Linked DNA regions of Gossypium hirsutum: region 2 is linked to region 1. The links are chromatin contacts, called in public Hi-C maps. All regions are on one chromosome and are shown on one strand. Each heading gives the region's core, a stretch centred on a gene start, on an enhancer-like site or on the middle of the called end of the contact. The rest is flanking DNA. Distances are from core to core; before and after follow the strand shown.

Region 1 (4,788 bases), core at 211-2,710:
ATACCCCTGCCTTGCAATCCAAAATTCCACCATGCACTCAGAAAAAAAAAAGAGTATATCATTAGAAATTTTTGGTATTAGTATAATGTTAGAGATTATGGTATAACTTGGATATTATGTTTTTTTTTTTAAGAGTTTTCCAAGTTTTATTTCAGATTTTCTTTTTTATAAATTGTTTCTCCTACATTATTTGTATATATTGATAAGGTTGTTGATTGAGTTGAAATTACAATTTAAACTATTTTTTTATTTTAATTTTGTATGTATTACATATAGTCATTATTATTATTAATTTTAAATCATACTTTTTAAACGTATACTTGTGTTCTAAATACGGTACAATAAAATTTCTAGTATATAGCTATATAAAAAAAATTAAGTCGACTGAGCATATAGGGTTGAACATGTGTAAGCAAGTTTTATCTTGTGCATTTACAAGTGAAAGAGGTTTATGGATAGTTTAGACATTATATAAAAAAATTGAATGAAAAAAATAATATAATATTTTAAAATTTTTATTATAAATGTTTTCATTGTTAATAATGCTGAATTTCATACTCATGTGATACATAGGTTAATAATATGTTTGAATAATATTTAGAATTTGCATTGAATTTATTTTTTTTAGAAATCCAAATTTGTAGCAACTTTCCATCACATTACTCCTATTTTTCAACTCTCGTGCCCGCTTTAATTGAGCCCCATAAATACAATATTTTATGGTCAATTATATTTTTTTGGTTGGACAATCCTGAGTTTGTTTTTACATATATATATATATATATATAAAAGAACCCTAGGGTTTGATAAAGATGGAAATGTAGAGTTGATATAAAAAAGAATGCGATGCAGTACTATTTTGAAGAAAACAAAGAATGGGGAGATTTATGCTTAATGTAAACATGATGGGAAAAAAAATCATGTGGATTAGTTGAACCGGTTGGGACCAAGGGGTGAGAAGGACTCATGTTTAAAATTGAAATATAAATCAAATTATTCTATATAAATTTATACACCCAAACCAACATACAATTATCTTCTCATCGTATAATATATAATATGTAATTGCATTTTTTTGAAATAAGTAACTAATTTTAAAACGTGAATTAATGTTATGTTTAAAAATTATGTTATTTTAAAAATTTTAAAAGTATTTAAAAAATATTTGAAAATATATTTTTAAAATTCATTTTTGCTTGTTTTTCAATTACGTTTTTTTAAATATTTAACGCACAAATCATGTTGTAATTATTTTTATCATGCTTTTAAATTTCTAAAAGTATTCAATGAACAAATAATACAAAAAACCCTAGAAACCAAGAGTGCTATCCTTGGTATCCTAGCGATAACAGTGGCTGCTGCGGCTTGGGATAATAGAGAGTGGTGGTTACGAGGGGTTTGGGGGAGATGAGATCTCCCTATTAACGGAGGAGCTTATTCAACTTTCGGTCAAAAGTTCGATGGTGGAGCTAAGCGGAAATTTTTCTCTGATATGTTCTATATGGACAAAGAAATCTTACAACCAAGATAGCTTCAAAGCACAGATGAGGAGTATTTGGAAGACAAGGAAGAAATTCGTGATTCAAGTGGTTGGACAAAACCTTTTTTTGATTGAGTTTGAATTAGAAGAGGACTTAGAGACTATTACAGAAGGCCAGCCATGGTTATTTAGGAAACAATTAATTCTGTTTGATCGACTGAGTAAACCAACGATGAGAGATCAAATTCAACTTGTCTCATCTCCGTTTTGGATTAAAATTGGGCCGTGTCTACCAGAGTTTGATAAAAAAGATCTTATGCATGCTATAGGAGTCACTTATGGAGGGGTGATTAGATCTGAAATATTAGGTGAGTTTTGTCTACTTAGAGTGAAGTTAAATGTACAGAGTCCCCTTCGCAGGGGTGTTTTTGTTTCAATAGGGAATGTGAACAAATTCTGGATCCCTTTTAAGTATGAAAAGCTGCCGATTTTCTGCTTTGGGTGTGGTAGGTTGGGGCATGGTCTCCATGATTGCTTAGAAATTACTCCTGCGGAGAAAAACCAAATTGAAGAGGATCCACCTTTCTCTTTAGCATTAAAAGCAGAGTCAACGTTGGTTGGAAAGGAGAGTCTAAAGCTAAATGCTTTATCGAAAAAATTACAACCACAATGCTTGTATGTTGGAGGTACTACAAAGGAGCAGGAAGAATATTTGTACAGGGCGCAAAGTAGTGGTATGATGAGAGGACTCCAAGATGGTGCATGGTTGGCATCAATTGCTGCAGATTTAGAAATACGAAAGGAAGAAGGAATCAATGAAGGAGATACTGTAAATAGTAATGCCAATAATCTGAATTCAGCCAGGAAAGCTAGTTGGAGAAGAATGAAATTAATGGGAATGATGAAAAATCATGAGGCAGATAGTATATTGCAAAAAAAGAAATTGGCAGAGTTAATACAAGATGAATACGGGACAAAAGAGACTCAGGAAGAGAATCCAAAAAGGGCGAGACATGGTGGACAGGATCTAATCACGGAGAATGAAACTAATTTGCAAATGGAATTTTTCAACTAGACATGATCGGCGGCTGCCAATGGGCAAGCCGACCGGGCACAATGAAAATCATATGCTGGAATGTCCGTGGATTGGGGAGTCCACGGGCAGTACGAAAGCTTCGATTTTTACTGAAGTAAAATAATCCTCAACTAGTCTTCTTAATGGAGACTAAAGTAAGTGAAAAGCGTATGGAAGCAATTAGAAGAAGGTGTGGATTCACGAATGGGCTTGAAGTAGGAGCTGTTGGTACGTGGGGTGGGATTTGCTTAGCATGGCGAGAGGAGGCTCAGATTAATCTTAAATCCATGTCAACAAGTCATATCGATGTGCTGGTCAAAGAAGAAGGTGTTCATGAAGATTGGTGATTCACAGGGTTTTATGGCTCACCATATTCACAAAACAAAAATGCCTAATGGGGTTTATTAAAGATCTTGGGACGGGAGCGAGAGTATCCTTGGTTAGTGAGTGGGGATTTTAATGAAATAGCTTATTCATTTGAAAAAAGGGGAGGTCAACCGAGGGAGGAAAGGAATATGGCAGCGTTTAGCGAAGTTCTGCAAGAATATCATCTCTTAGATTTGGGATATTCAGGAATATGGTATACATGGGAAAGAGGGAATCTACCAAAGACGAACATCCGAGAAAGATTAGACAGGGGTGTTGCGAATGAAAAATGGATGGATTTATTTCCAACGGGCAATATTCATCATTTAACGTCCACTCTTTCGGATCATTGTCCTCTTCTAATAAGCACATCTAATGAAAGCAGATTCAAGACAGTTCCAAGTTTTAAGTTCGAAGCTTGGTGGACCACAGAGGAATCAATAGAAGAAGAAATTTGGAAATCCTGGAAGTCATCAAATGGATCGGTTCTGGAGAAGCTTGAGAACTTACAGATTAATTTAACGAAATGGGCAAAATTCATAAAGAAGAAACGGAAGGGACTGACGGATAAAATTACAAAAGAGCTTGAAGATTTAATGAAGAAGGAACTTGATGAAGATGTTATGAGCCAGATTATGGAAAAAAGAATCCACTTGAGTATGGAGACCGATAAGGAGGAGATGTATTGGGTACAAAGAGCAAGAGCTAATTGGCTGAAGTTAGGAGATAAGAACACAGCATGTTTTCATAAATATGCATCAATGCGGAGAAGAACTAATACAATCAGTAGGCTTGATAGTGATGATGGAAAAGGAATCAATGAGGAATCAGAAATTAATGAGATAGCTACGCAGTATTTTCAGAAGCTTTTTTCGACTAATGGTTTTGGAGATTCTTCCCACCTTTTAACAGGTATTCAAAACAGTATCTCTTCGGATATCAACACAGCCCTCTTGGAAAAGTTCACGACAGAAGAGATTTATATAGCAGTAAAGGGAATGGGTCTTACAAAAGCTCCAGGTAATGATGGATTTCCGGCTTTATTTTTTCAAAAATACTGGGGTATTGTGGGTGAAGATATTGGAAATTTCTGTTTGGAAGTTTTGAACAATGGAAAAGATGTGGAAGGGTTAAACCTAACTAAGATTACTCTTATTCCAAAGAATTCCAATCCTACGAATCTTACCGATTTTAGACCGATTAGTTTGTGCACAGTTCTATATAAAATCATAGCCAAAGCTATAGCCAATCGTCTCCAGGAAGTCATTGGAAGATGTATTGACAGTGCTCAAAGTGCATTTGTCCCAGGGAGGCTTATTTCGGATAATGTTTTGATAGCCTATGAGATTCTACATACACTTCGGCAAAAACGCAAAGGGAAAAAAGGATTCATGGCGATTAAGCTGGACATGAGTAAAGCCTATGATAGAGATGAATGAGTTTTCTTGAAGGAAGTTATGATGAGGATGGGATTTGCAAAGGAATGGGTGATATTAATAATAAGATGTATTTCTACAGTCTCTTATGTTGTGACTACAAATGGGAGGAGTGGTAGAGTTTTTAAACCAACCAGAGGACTCCGAAAAGCCAACTTAGCCCTTTTCTTTTTCTTATTTGCAGTGAAGGTTTATCATCTTTAATCAGGAACGCAACAAGAGAAGGGTTGATTAAAGGGGTGAGAGCTAGTAGAAGAGGCCCGACAATCTCACACTTGTTATTTGCAGATGATAGCATTTTGTTTGGTGAAGCCACCGAAAGTAGTGCAAGGAACTTTAAAGCTATTTTGCAAGAGTATGAGACTTGTTCTGGTCAATGCGTTAACTTTAATAAGTCCATGATCTTTTTTAGTTCGAATTTAGAGGAGGGT
Region 2 (4,946 bases), core at 2,012-4,511, 190 kb after region 1:
CTTTTGATTTTAGGAAAGATGATAAATGATGATATTTTGTTTTATTTTATTATTTATCATCTTTCCAATTTTATCATTTTCTTTTATTAATTTTCTATGGATGAATCATCATACTTATCTACTAACTCCTCTTAATGGTCTATTTTTCATATAATGACCTCTAATTTTGAATTCCATAGCTATTTGATACTTATAGCTACTAGAACTCAACTTTTGCATTTCATGCAATTTGGTCCTTTTATCAATTAAACATGTAATCGGTAAAATTTTCTTAACAAAATTTTCATATGACATTCCTATCATAATTCAGACCATGCAATAATATTAAAATAAATTTTTTACGGACTCGAATTTATGGTCCCGAAACCACTGTTCCGATTTCACTGAAAATGGGATGTTACATAACCTAACCTAACACTATGAAAACTTAGAAGAAAATGTTCAGCCAACAAAATCTGAATTCAAAGGCTTATAAAGTGGTATTTAGAGTCTACTAACATTTAACCTAACATTAACTATTATGCCCCTAAATGAAAACAAAGACTTAAGCTTGTTTGGACACAAAATTGCCCCTGCAATGTTATCACCCGTCAGGCAGCGGAATTGTGATACCATGGTAGTCTTGAATTGAAGGGTCATGGGGTGTCTCGGTATCGCAATACCACTAGAAATGACCTCACTGTTCTTCATTTCAACCCTAACTTCGATATCGTGATACCCCTTTTAGGTGATGTTTTCTTCAAGTTCGAGCCATTATTGACCCCTTACACTACTCAATTATATTGTTAGGTTCCCCATGGCACGACTGACCAATCTGGGTCTCAAAAGAGCATAAAACTCACAAAAATAATTTATTAACAATAAAAACTAAAAGTCGACAAAAGTAAATAAAAGGCACCTAAATTGCTTGAGAATAAGCTCTTTAAGTGTAATGGAGAGCCTAATTTGACGTATCAAATTATGACAGATCAAGAGGTGAGGTCAGCCTCACAATCTTCATTCGGTTTTTAAAAGATTTGACCAACTAAGAAAGTTGGCTTTTTAAGGTTTTATTTTATTAATTTTAATTATAAAATTATTTTCTATGAATTCAAAATGGAATAGTTTTTGGATTCAAATGAATTTATGACCGTATTTTAATTAGATCAATTTTTCATTGGTTTTGATTTTGTAAGATTTATTTAATTTTCAAAAATTAAAAAAATTGAAGTTAAATGTGTTATTTACAAAATTAACATTCGAGTTTTAGTCCGAACTCAAGTTAGAGTTGGATCTAAGCAAGTTTTAATGTTTTCAAATTTGAATCATTTCGAATTTATATCATTTTGGGCTTACATATAAAAATATTAAAACTCAACATTATTTAAACTTGACATGAAACTAAACTCGAAATAATTCAAATTCAAACTGAAATGCATTTTGATCTGATCAATACTCTTAAGATTATTTATATATAAGTCGTTCAATTGGATAAATGATTGTAGTATCAATATAATAATTCATTTGGTTGAGGAAGGTATAATTGATCAATACTCTTAAAATTACTTACTCACCATAATGTCATTACATTCATGCATTCACTGATTTAATTGAATTAATAATTGTACGATTAATTATATAATTCATTCAATTAGGCTCATAATTAGGAAATGTGTATGCACATAATGTCAGTAGACTAGTACATAAATGATTCAACTGGATCATTAAATGTAAGATTAATTATATAATTCATTAAATTATATTTATACATAGTACTTAAACTCAATTCGATAAAAGATTATATAATTAATATTATAATTCATTCAATTATATACATAATTGGCAAATGCACATAATGTCATTACACTAGCATAGAAACAATTCAATTGGATCATTAAATGTATGACTAAATATAATTCATTTGATTACGTTTATATAATTAATGATTGTATGATTAATAATAGAGGTGGCAATCGATGGGTTTGGGTGGGTTCAAATCGAGTTATTTCGGGTTTGGATCTTTTCAAGTTCAGGTTATTTTGACTTCGATTTTGAGTTTGAGTTTGTTTTACACTCCATATAATTATATATTTACGTAATTTAAATGTTTGCATCCAATTAATGTTTCAAAATTAGACCGGACCGACTAGCCATATTGATTGGACCGACAATCGTCGGTACATCAATCCAGAACAAGGCAAAAAAAATGATTGACTGCAAATCGATACGAACTGACTAAACCGGATTTTATAATTTTTAATGATTGTTTTATTTTTATGAATTTCAATAATGCATAATAATTGTTGAATCGGAACCAGTTACCTAGCCAATTCGAGTATCAGTTTAGTTCCAAAAACATTGATGTCCATATAAATTATTAGTTTATTGTTAAGTAAATTTTTATCGTAACGAAATATTTTAATTATATTGTCATTAAAATTAAAAATTTTAATTGTCACTTATTAGCATAAAAATAATATTCAATTATTTTATCATATAAAATCAAGTGTTCAATAATTTTATTATAAAAATATAACATATTATAAATTAATTATGTTAATTGAACTTGATGTTTGGAAAAAAAACTAATAATTGTGTTATGAAAAACTAACAATTTAAAAGAAAGGAAGAAAAGAAAAAATAAAAGATGATTTACAAATAGAAAAGATAAGTAATTATATATATTTGAGGGTTAGGTCTAGTTGATATTCTTAACATGGTTGCACTTAATAAAGTTGAAATTATTTTAAGGGGTATAATTAGATTATATATTTTTATGTAGTAAAATTATAATTTTATTGTTTTAATAGTTTTTATTTTTATAAATTTTAAAAAATTAAAATAAATTTTTATTAATTTTAAAGAAATAAAATATAATTTTATTATTATTAATTTAAAATTTTATAAATTATAAGAAAACTTAAATGAAAATTTTTCTACCTGCTACCCCTGGCTGTGAGTCACCGATTGAATGACTTCAAACAAAGATAAAAACAAAGATTTACAGGACTAAAGTGAGAGTTTATCCAAAATAAAATTTTAAAATGGCTTCCATCAACATTTGATTACCACGTATCCATCGAGGGTAAAGAAAATCTCAACAGTAATCCACGCGTCACCACGAAGTGGGGGGAAGGTGACAAAAGTAAAAAAGGAGGGATGGACTTTTTGTGCTCCCCATATCTAACTTCCCTTATCGGAGGCTCACTACCATCCCACGTGTCCTACCCCCAAATCGAGACTTGTATATAAAACAGCCTAAAGAAGCACCCGTCAAAAGGCCATTCGTATTTGACTCAGAGGCCACTGCAAAAATAAAGAGGCCTAGCTGTTTAACTCACAAGACAGCCACCCGCTTTTGTTCTAAAAGAGAATTAATGCAGACAAGTAGTAGAGGACAGGAGGAACCTCCCTAAAGAAGTTTAAGTTCAAGGGAGCTTGGTAAGGACAGTGATGGTCAGCTTTCTGTGAAGCATTTACAGTACAACCTGGTGTTGTTGATGTCAGTGCCTCTCTTGGCTTGGCTGCTTAGTGTTCTTCAGATCATATTATTTACTTTGAGGTTTGTCTTGTCCCAAAACCCCACCTACCTCATTTTCTATCTCTTTCTTGGTTATTTTCGTGCTTTAAGTAAAGCTCATGCATGTTAGGATTCTTTTCCTAGCTAAGACAGGTAACAAGAGAATTTCTATTAAACGAATTTTAATGCTATCATCTTAGAAAAAAAAAAACAAGAAGCCAAGTCTAGATGCACCAAGTATAAAAAAAAATGTAATCTTATTTGCTAATCTTACAGTTTCCAATAATCCAACCTTTTAGCTGTCGCTGTATCATTTGTAAGTTGTAAATTAATGGATAACATACAGGCAGTCAGCCACCAAGGTCACAAGTATAAAAAACCCATTGTCCTTTGAGGCTTTGACCAATTGACTTGTAAGGGGTATTTAATTGTCAAAATTTCCATTTCTAACTTGCTCGAGAACAATCGACCTATGGATTGATTCAGTCGGTGTTATATGGGCGACTTTCTGCTATTCTCCCACTCACACTTGCTTTACCTTTTCCTTTTATCTTCATATATGGGAAGGAATCTAGTGACGAATCTTGTGGAAACTAGGGTTGTCTTTTAGGAACTTTATTCTGCATACAAGCCATGAATGATTAATTTAAGACTTTGCTTGCCTCGTTATCCAATCAAACTGTGACACCATTGGCCAAAAGTGCACAATCAAGCCACACTTCGGACTAAGATTAAATTAATGAAAGCCTTGTTTGTATGTTTTGAATGTCATGATTAGTGGGGAAAACGCAAGTACTTGCTTCAATATTGGACCATCTTCCACTTTTATACCTAATTCGTGAATCGTTTACTCAAATTTCCCTTTAAATAATGAGATCAATATGGTCATATACACTATAAAGGTAGTTATCGGGGGGTCCCCTCTTTCCTTTAGGAGAATGAGTTGATAAAAATTGGAGACGAGACAATTGAGCACTATTCTCATGATAGAGAAATATAAAAACAGGTAAGACTTGGACCACGTCCAGGACCAGTGCCAGTATGATTTCCGATCATTAGCGTATAAAATAAGCGCATAAGCTTCTGGTTCTGCATATGTGTTTATAGGTTGTGAATAGAGATCGGGAATTAGGAACTGAAATCATCACACGATGGATCATCAGAGTGGTGATGGGATATGGAAGCTGACATTATTTAGAAATGTTTTTCAGGTTTTGAAAGAATTCACCCATGGAAAACAACAAAAGGTGAGCAAAACTGGGCTTAAAGAGGCTCTTTCAGATATTCTACTTGGTATGGCTGCAGGTTTGAAGCGGGATCCTATTGTGATCCTCCGTATGGATGGAGAAGATCTGTTGGAATTCATCAATGGTCCAAGTTATGAAGCGGAGATGGTGTCTATATTTTCACAGATAGAGTGTGAAGATGCATCGTTGCGTGATTGTAT

The links. A called contact is a pair of places that touch in the nucleus more often than the background predicts.
Region 2: a contact with region 1 is called in a Hi-C map of leaf, with 1.6 times the contacts expected there. The contact joins the promoter of LOC107902021 here to the promoter of LOC121224487 in region 1. A contact is called at or near these places in 3 of 34 Hi-C or Micro-C datasets (leaf, petal and seedling).

The regions. Positions count from the first base shown.
Region 1 is chrD12:4,138,084-4,142,871 of Gossypium_hirsutum_v2.1, forward strand. It overlaps LOC121224487, which reads left to right and starts at 1,461. Exons shown (of 1, transcript XM_041107897.1): 1 at 1,461-2,555. The coding sequence starts at 1,461. The coding sequence ends at 2,555.
Region 2 is chrD12:4,329,189-4,334,134 of Gossypium_hirsutum_v2.1, forward strand. It overlaps LOC107902021, which reads left to right and starts at 3,262. Exons shown (of 5, transcript XM_016828245.2): 1 at 3,262-3,541; 2 at 4,711-4,946. The coding sequence starts at 4,795.